Regions from separate parts of the Mus musculus genome. Here region 2 is linked to region 1. Evidence: chromatin contacts called from public Hi-C data. All regions are on one chromosome and are shown on one strand. Each heading gives the region's core, a stretch centred on a gene start, on an enhancer-like site or on the middle of the called end of the contact. The rest is flanking DNA. Distances are from core to core; before and after follow the strand shown.

Region 1 (3,353 bases), core at 598-3,097:
GGATTTTCAAGATGTAATATCTTTCGAGGCTAGCTAGAACTCCCCATTCTGGCATCAAGCCTAGCATTAGCTCACCAGTTATCTGCTAGACAAATGACCACAGCCACATCCATCAATCTCTGGAGACCATGGCTCAAAAACACTGTATTAAGGGCCTCTGTGTAAAGCTAAGTAGAAGTATGTAACAGATTCCCTTGCACAAGATAATTAAACAACAATGCAGGTGTCTCTGGTACGTCAAAACTTCCCTCTCAAGTCTGAGTTCTTTTGAAGCTGAAGTTCCACATATGACCTGCAGAATGCTCTCTGATATATTAGAGGCCAGGCGTTATTTAAGTGTCAAGTGCTAGCCACGATAGTGGCAGGGATTTGGTTTCATGTGCTCATGGAAAAGGAATGTGCCAAAATACACTTTCAGCACACAAGCTGCACTTAAAGTGACCACGGCACATTATTTAAGTGGCTCGCTGATGCCGAGTCCTGTGCAGAACATTTTGTACACAGCAAGGCTGGCTACTGAGTCGCTTATTTTTACATCGCTAAAATGGATGAGTAAACTGAATGTTTACAAAAGGGACAGAGTTGGCAGGGAGGTGAAAACCTGTGTTTGTCCCTGGGTGCGGCTCACACCCTCACCAGCCCAATGCTGTGAACCCAGGACAAAGCGATACCCTGATTAAGCCAAGAAGCAGGGATCCCAAATGCCAGAAGGCACGTGTCCACTTTGGGGGAGAGGTCAGAAAACAATCTCTTCCAATATGTTATCTAATGGGTCTCCTTCCCATCACCCATCAAGATGCCAGAGTCAATAATCTGACCTGCAGATGCGGCATCAGCACAAACCGAGGCACAAACTGAAATACCATCAAAGCAAGACGCAGTGTGATCTTTAAAGTTTATATGGCTTTGGCTCTCTCATTTCCAGAGTCATAAGCACTTCTATATATTTTATTAGTTTATAGATAACAGCCCAAGCTCTGGGGTTTTTTGTTGTTGTTGTTGTTGTTTTTGTTTTGTTTTTTAGATTTGAATTCATGGGGCTGGAGAGATGGCTCAGAGTTCAAATCTCAGCAACCACACAGTGGCTCAAAACCATCCGCACACCTTTAATCCCAGCACTTGGGAGGCAGAGGCAGGAGGGTTTCTAAGTTCAAGGCCAGACTGGTCTACAGAGTGAGTTCCAGGACAGCCAGAGCTACACAGAGAAACCCTGTCTTGAAAAAAAAAGGAAGAAGGAAAAGAAAAAAAGGAAGGAAGGAAGGAAGGAAGGAAGGAAGGAAGAAAGAAAGAAAGAAAGAAAGAAAGAAAGAAAGAAAGAAAGAAAGAAAGAAAGAAAGAAAGAAAGAAAGAAAATGAACTGTGACACCTTCTTCTGGCACATCTAAAGAGAGCTACAGTGTTCTTACATATATAATAAATAAATCTTTGGGCCAGAGAGAGCATGGCTGGAGCGAGCAGAGGTCCTGAATTCAATTCCCAGCAATCACACGATAACTCACAACCATCTGTACAGCTACCGTGTACTCATATACATAAAAACAAAACAAAACAAAACACCCAACCAAACACAAAATAAATAAAAAAAATAAATTTGAATTCATGTATTTTTCTCATACTTTAAAAGCAGTAACACTGCTATCTATCTATCTATCTATCTATCTATCTATCTATCTATCTGGTCAACCTTAAGTTGTCCTACATTCTATGAGAAAATAATAATGGGCCCGGACCCAGAACTGCAAGCACATAGAAACCTAAGTTCACACCGAGTCAGAACATTGCCCCAATTCTTCAGAACTCCATGTACTTACCGGGAACAGCACGATGGGCACGGTCAGTGTCACTGCCACCAGGACTGCCAGGCGCACCATGAGAAGAGCCGTATCAAATGTGTAGACCTTGCTGTAAGCATGCAGCAGCTCGTCTTCAACGTCCCCTGAAAGATGAAGAGTTCGGGGGTGGGGGTGGGGGTGGGGGTGGGGGAGATTGCTGAGTCAGCACCAGCTCCTCACAGAAGCGTGTAGCAGTAACAGGAAGAGGCCCAGGCCGGCCTGGGCCTTCAGACAGCTCAGAAAGCTGTAGTGTAGGGTGAAGAGCTGCTAGGAAGCTTCTTGGGATAGTTTGCATCGTTAATAAATTTATATCTGCTATGAAGAAGCAGAACAAACCAGGACGACGTGTTCCTGTTAAGGGGGTGAAAAGCCCAAGCCCTCCCCACCAGCTTCTGCCCACACCACCACTGTCCTCCAATCTGTCTGTCTGTCTGTCTGTCTGTCCAGCTAATCCTTATGCAGCTTCTTTGTACTCAGCGTGGAATTTTTAGGACTGCAACTCTGTGTGCTCACGTGCATTTGCGCATGTGTGTGTGTGTGTGTGTGTGTGTGTGTGTGATGTGGAGGCCAGAGGCTGATGTTGAGATGTTTTCCTCAATCACTTTTTTGTCCTACTTTTGAGGCAGGGTCTCTCACTGGACCTGGAGCTTTGCATTTTGGCTAGACTGGGCTGTCAGCCAGCAAGACCCTGGGCTGGGTCTGTTTCCCCAGTCCTGGCACTGGAGTTTCCGACTCATGCCTCCATACCCAGCTTTTACACAGGGGCTGGGGATCCAAACTCAGGCCCTTGGAGGTTTTAAAGGTTGTTTATCTTACAAAAATCATTAGACAAACATGCAAGGATGAATCGATGTGATTTTTTTTAAAACTGGATCCCTCGGCCATTTTACTCTAAGGTCTGTCTGATGCCTTCTTTGAAGACAGCCATTCAGAATTCCAGACCCAAACATACATAGATACATATGAAACCAAGATGCAACTGGTACATGGATTCAGAGGAATCCCGTGTAGTTGGTTTCCCTGCTGTTACTCTCCAGATGAGACAAAGGGTGCAAACACATTCAGTGGCATTGATTTTGACTTTAACGTATAACCAGTGGGAAGGTAATACCAAGTCAAGAGCAAGTGCTTGGTTAACAGTCAAATATTAACCCGAGGGAAAAGACTCCTGAGCAATGGCGGCTCTTCCCGAGTCATTTCCTTCCAATTTGCCATGCACTCAATTTAACTTACCAAATCAGTTTTAAAAAAATAGATTACCAAATCAGTTTTTTTTTTTAAAAATGGAGATTCCAGGAGGAGGAAGAACTACATTTATTTACAACTTTGCAGTCAATTTTTGAAATTCCAATGTGTGTGTGTACTATATGTATGTTTCTTTTTCCATCTTAAAATAACTGATATGTTTTCCAAAGCTTTGCATGTCTTGCAGTACCCACTTGTTGACAGAACTCAAAAGACGGCTGTAGGCATTTGTTAAAAATGCCTATTTGTATTGACTCCTTGTGACTAGGGTGCGAG
Region 2 (3,353 bases), core at 552-3,051, 160 kb after region 1:
AGGGATGACTAAGGTATGCCTGGGAGTGGAGAGCACTTACTGCTCTCACAGAGGAACCCAGTTCAGTCCCCGACACTTCTCTTGACAGGTTTCCCTTTTATTTTTCCTCCCAACTGCCCAAGAAAATCTTCCCCATTACCTCTTGAGGGTCAGTGGCTGGTACAAGCAACCAACTAGAGTCAGTCAGCATTTAGGGACTGACTCCAAGGTGGAGGCTTCTGCCAAGGGCACACTGAAAGGGGTTTGCACTAAGCCATACTATGGCTCCCTGCTTCCATTTCACCATGAAACACGCAGGAGTTACATTTGACAGGTGTGCATACGGTGTTCTGGGAACTCATGTCTTTGCCTTCCCTGAGGCTGGAATGACTTAGCTCTACTATGTGGAGTGGGCTTCCTCGGTTTCATCGTGAAGCCACGTGGGCCAAGATATCATGCAGCCTCTGTGACATATCTGTCCCACTTATGTCCATGGTGGCTCTCTGTCACTCAGCATGAAGTTACAGCTGTGCCCTGCTGTGAGACCCTTTCACAGTCCAGCATCCCAGCAGTTCTGCTAGACAGCCTTTGAAAGGCAACCTAGACAGGAGCTCCAGCGCAGCCTACCTAAGAAAGCTGGATTTAAGACAGGATTCCCTCGCTGACGAGGGGCTTGCTCTGGGGAGGAAACCAAAGCTTGGAGTGGTTTTAAAATTATCCCAATACTTTAGAAAATGTCAGGGGAAGCAATATTGGAAGGGTCCACTCTGATTTTAGTTTTTATCAACCATAAATATGGATGTATTTCCAGCCAAAAACAATAAAACAAAAAAACAAACAAAAAGATACCTAACCTTTATTCGAATTTCACTGTCTCATTTGGATAGTACAATAATTGAGTCCAGAGTTTTTCTTTTGGTTAGAAAGACTGTTCTTTGTGACTAATGCCAGCCTGCAGTAATGAAAAATTACATAAGGTCATCTCTTCCGGAAGCACTCGGAGTCTGTGCGTGCAGAAGTGACGGAGAAACTGTGATGCGTGGGGGATATTTCTGTTGTGGTAACAGCAGTCCTTCAACACATGCTGACTACGTGACAGACACTTCTAGCTCAAGGCCAGCTAAGGAGAGCAGCACGCAGGGCCTGCCTTTATAGGGATAATAGGTGAACCCACGTCCAGCTCCCAGCCTGCACTCTGGGCAACGTGCACACAAGTATACAAGCTGCATGCTCTGGAAGCATGGAGTAACGGTCACCTGGTACCTGGAGAATCTAGAAACTTCTCAGCAGAGCTGTGCTGTTTCCTGTGCATTGCTGCCCAAGACATGCTCTGAAGGCAAGCCTGCCCCACCTGTGCAGAACCAAGCTGGGATAAATTCCGCCATTCGGTTCTTCCAAAGTTTCTCAGCTGAAGACAGTGGAGGAGAGTGACTCTCTCACTGTGCACCTCATGCCTCTAAGTCATGCCCTGTGCGCTCTCCACAGTCTCTGGAGTGTCTGTTTTCCCGTTTGGGTTTTGGTGGTTAGGTGTGTTATATCTGCTTTAGTCTCCTCTGCCTGTCGTGTGTTCAGGCCCTGCAATGGCCTGGTTCAAATAGGAAGTGAGCCTGGAACCTTAGGGGACTGGGGCACTACAGGGAACCCGGGCTGAGTCCTGGGTTAGTTGGCCTTTGTCCTGGAGCAGTCAAATTACTTCAGCTATTTGGGAAGCCTCTGGCAGCAGATTCTGGAAAGCCACTGGAGCCGTCAGGATGACCCTTGTAGATCTTCTAGTGGCACAGCCAGGATCCTAAATTTAGTACCCTGTACTTTGTGAGGACATCGGGCTCCTGTCAAGTGTCCAGTGTGGCAACACAGTCCGTTTGTGTAAACCGAGAACTGGCAGGTGCTCAGATGTGGAGCCTGGCTCCTGAGGGAGGGATTTGCCAAGCAGCCAGGGCTGTCTTCCTGCCAAGGACTCCTATATTATAACTTGAAGGGTTTTCACTATGGCAGGTTTGCAGTCGACTTAGTTTTCTCTGTCCACCATAAAATGTAAAAGACCGAGGAGCCTTTTGGTCACTGCACAGTCAGGAGATCTTTCTGTTCTTACTTTTATCCGGGACTTATTCTCAGTGTTCTCTTTGTTTGCAGATGGCTCATCTGACCTTCACAGTGAAAGGAGCTTGCTATGTGCAGTGTGAAGGCTGTGATGGAGGCTGAAGACCTTTATCTAATCCAGTGTGTTAAATTTCAAAGCAGCACATATGGCCGAGGTGCCTATTTAACATATCAAAGTGGACCTGGCCTTCAGGATCTCCCAGCATCCCTCAGTCCCTACCTGTTACAGGGTAGTAGGACCAATCTTCAGTCTTCAAGTGAACGGCTCATGATTTTGAGTAAAAGGGACAGAGACGTATTTTCATCTGATGCTCAAGATATTTTACTTTTATTTTATGTATATAGATATTAATCTGTGTGTATATCTGTGCACACTATGTGTGCAGTGTCTGAGAAGGCCAGAAGAGGGCGTCAGGTTCTTTGGAACTGCAGTTGCTGGGCTACCATGTAAGGCTGAGACTTGGGTCGTCCGGAAGAGCAGCAAATGCTCTTTACCAACGAGCCCTCTCTCCAGCCACTTGAGATGCAATTTCAGTATAGCCGGATGCATCCTGTTGAGCCTTTAGTCTCTTCACCCCCTGCATGGCACATGTGATTGGTCCATTGCTGCTTTGGGGACTTGTCACAGACATTCTTAGTTTGACGTGTGGAACTATAGCTTATTTTCTGGGGGAAATGTGGAGAAAGCATTTTCCAGCAAAGTGCTTATATAAAGACTCATCGGGAAAGAGTCAGAGCAGTGCAGGGCGTCTCCCTGCCATGGGTTCCACCTCAAATCAGTGCACACTCGCAAACCAGCCTTGTGATGGATGAGCTCCAACACAGCTACTACAAGCCAGCTGCTGGGGTAGACAGACAGACAGACGTGTCAAACGTATGGTATACAAACATCTAACTTTTGTGTAGCCCACAACAGCTATTTTTAAGTTCCTGTAACTACCTTAGAACCCCATTTCTCTCACCTCCTTTTCCCCCCTCTCTACCTGGATGTCAATCATTCCTGACCCCAGCTCTCTCACCTTTTCCCCCCTCTCCCCAGAGATCGCTCATTCCTGACCCATTTTCCTGCTGGACTGCTTCTGTCTCTCAGAAGACTCTCTCTGATATGGTTTTACACCAGTTTCCATTGTTTCTAGCTTAGGGGGAGAGTTTGTTTTAAGCACAAATTCCTTCTTAATTCTTTGTCCTGCTTAAAACAGACACTCACATATATTGTCTTTCTCACCAATACTATCTCCAAAAATCCATGCAGTTTGACTTGCTTCCCAAACGTG

Evidence for each region. Hi-C and Micro-C count contacts between places; a contact is called where the count stands out from the background.
Region 2: a contact with region 1 is called in a Hi-C map of liver, with 2.2 times the contacts expected there. The contact joins two enhancer-like sites. A contact is called at or near these places in 1 of 15 datasets of contacts at CTCF or cohesin (the NIH/3T3 cell line), 2 of 484 Hi-C or Micro-C datasets (embryonic fibroblasts and liver), 3 of 115 datasets of contacts at active chromatin or transcription factors (the NIH/3T3 cell line, cardiomyocytes and heart atrium) and 1 of 9 other capture datasets (embryonic stem cells).

What each region holds. Positions count from the first base shown.
Region 1 is chr15:97,004,009-97,007,361 of GRCm38.p6, forward strand. Slc38a4 (solute carrier family 38, member 4) reads right to left here. Exons shown (of 16, transcript NM_027052.3): 13 at 1,812-1,936. Among named protein-coding and RNA genes, the nearest start is that of Gm32840, 38 kb to the right of the region's middle. Within about 2 kb of position 1,848, at least 63 of the 459 cell types and tissues checked have an H3K27ac peak or open chromatin away from gene starts, as enhancers often do. A contact at or near this core is called in heart atrium and liver, where this site is marked.
Region 2 is chr15:97,168,485-97,171,837 of GRCm38.p6, forward strand. All of the region lies in intron 1 of Gm33149 (a long non-coding RNA gene), which reads left to right. Among named protein-coding and RNA genes, the nearest start is that of Gm32885, 2.9 kb to the left of the region's middle. Within about 2 kb of position 1,802, at least 10 of the 459 cell types and tissues checked have an H3K27ac peak or open chromatin away from gene starts, as enhancers often do. A contact at or near this core is called in heart atrium and liver, where this site is marked.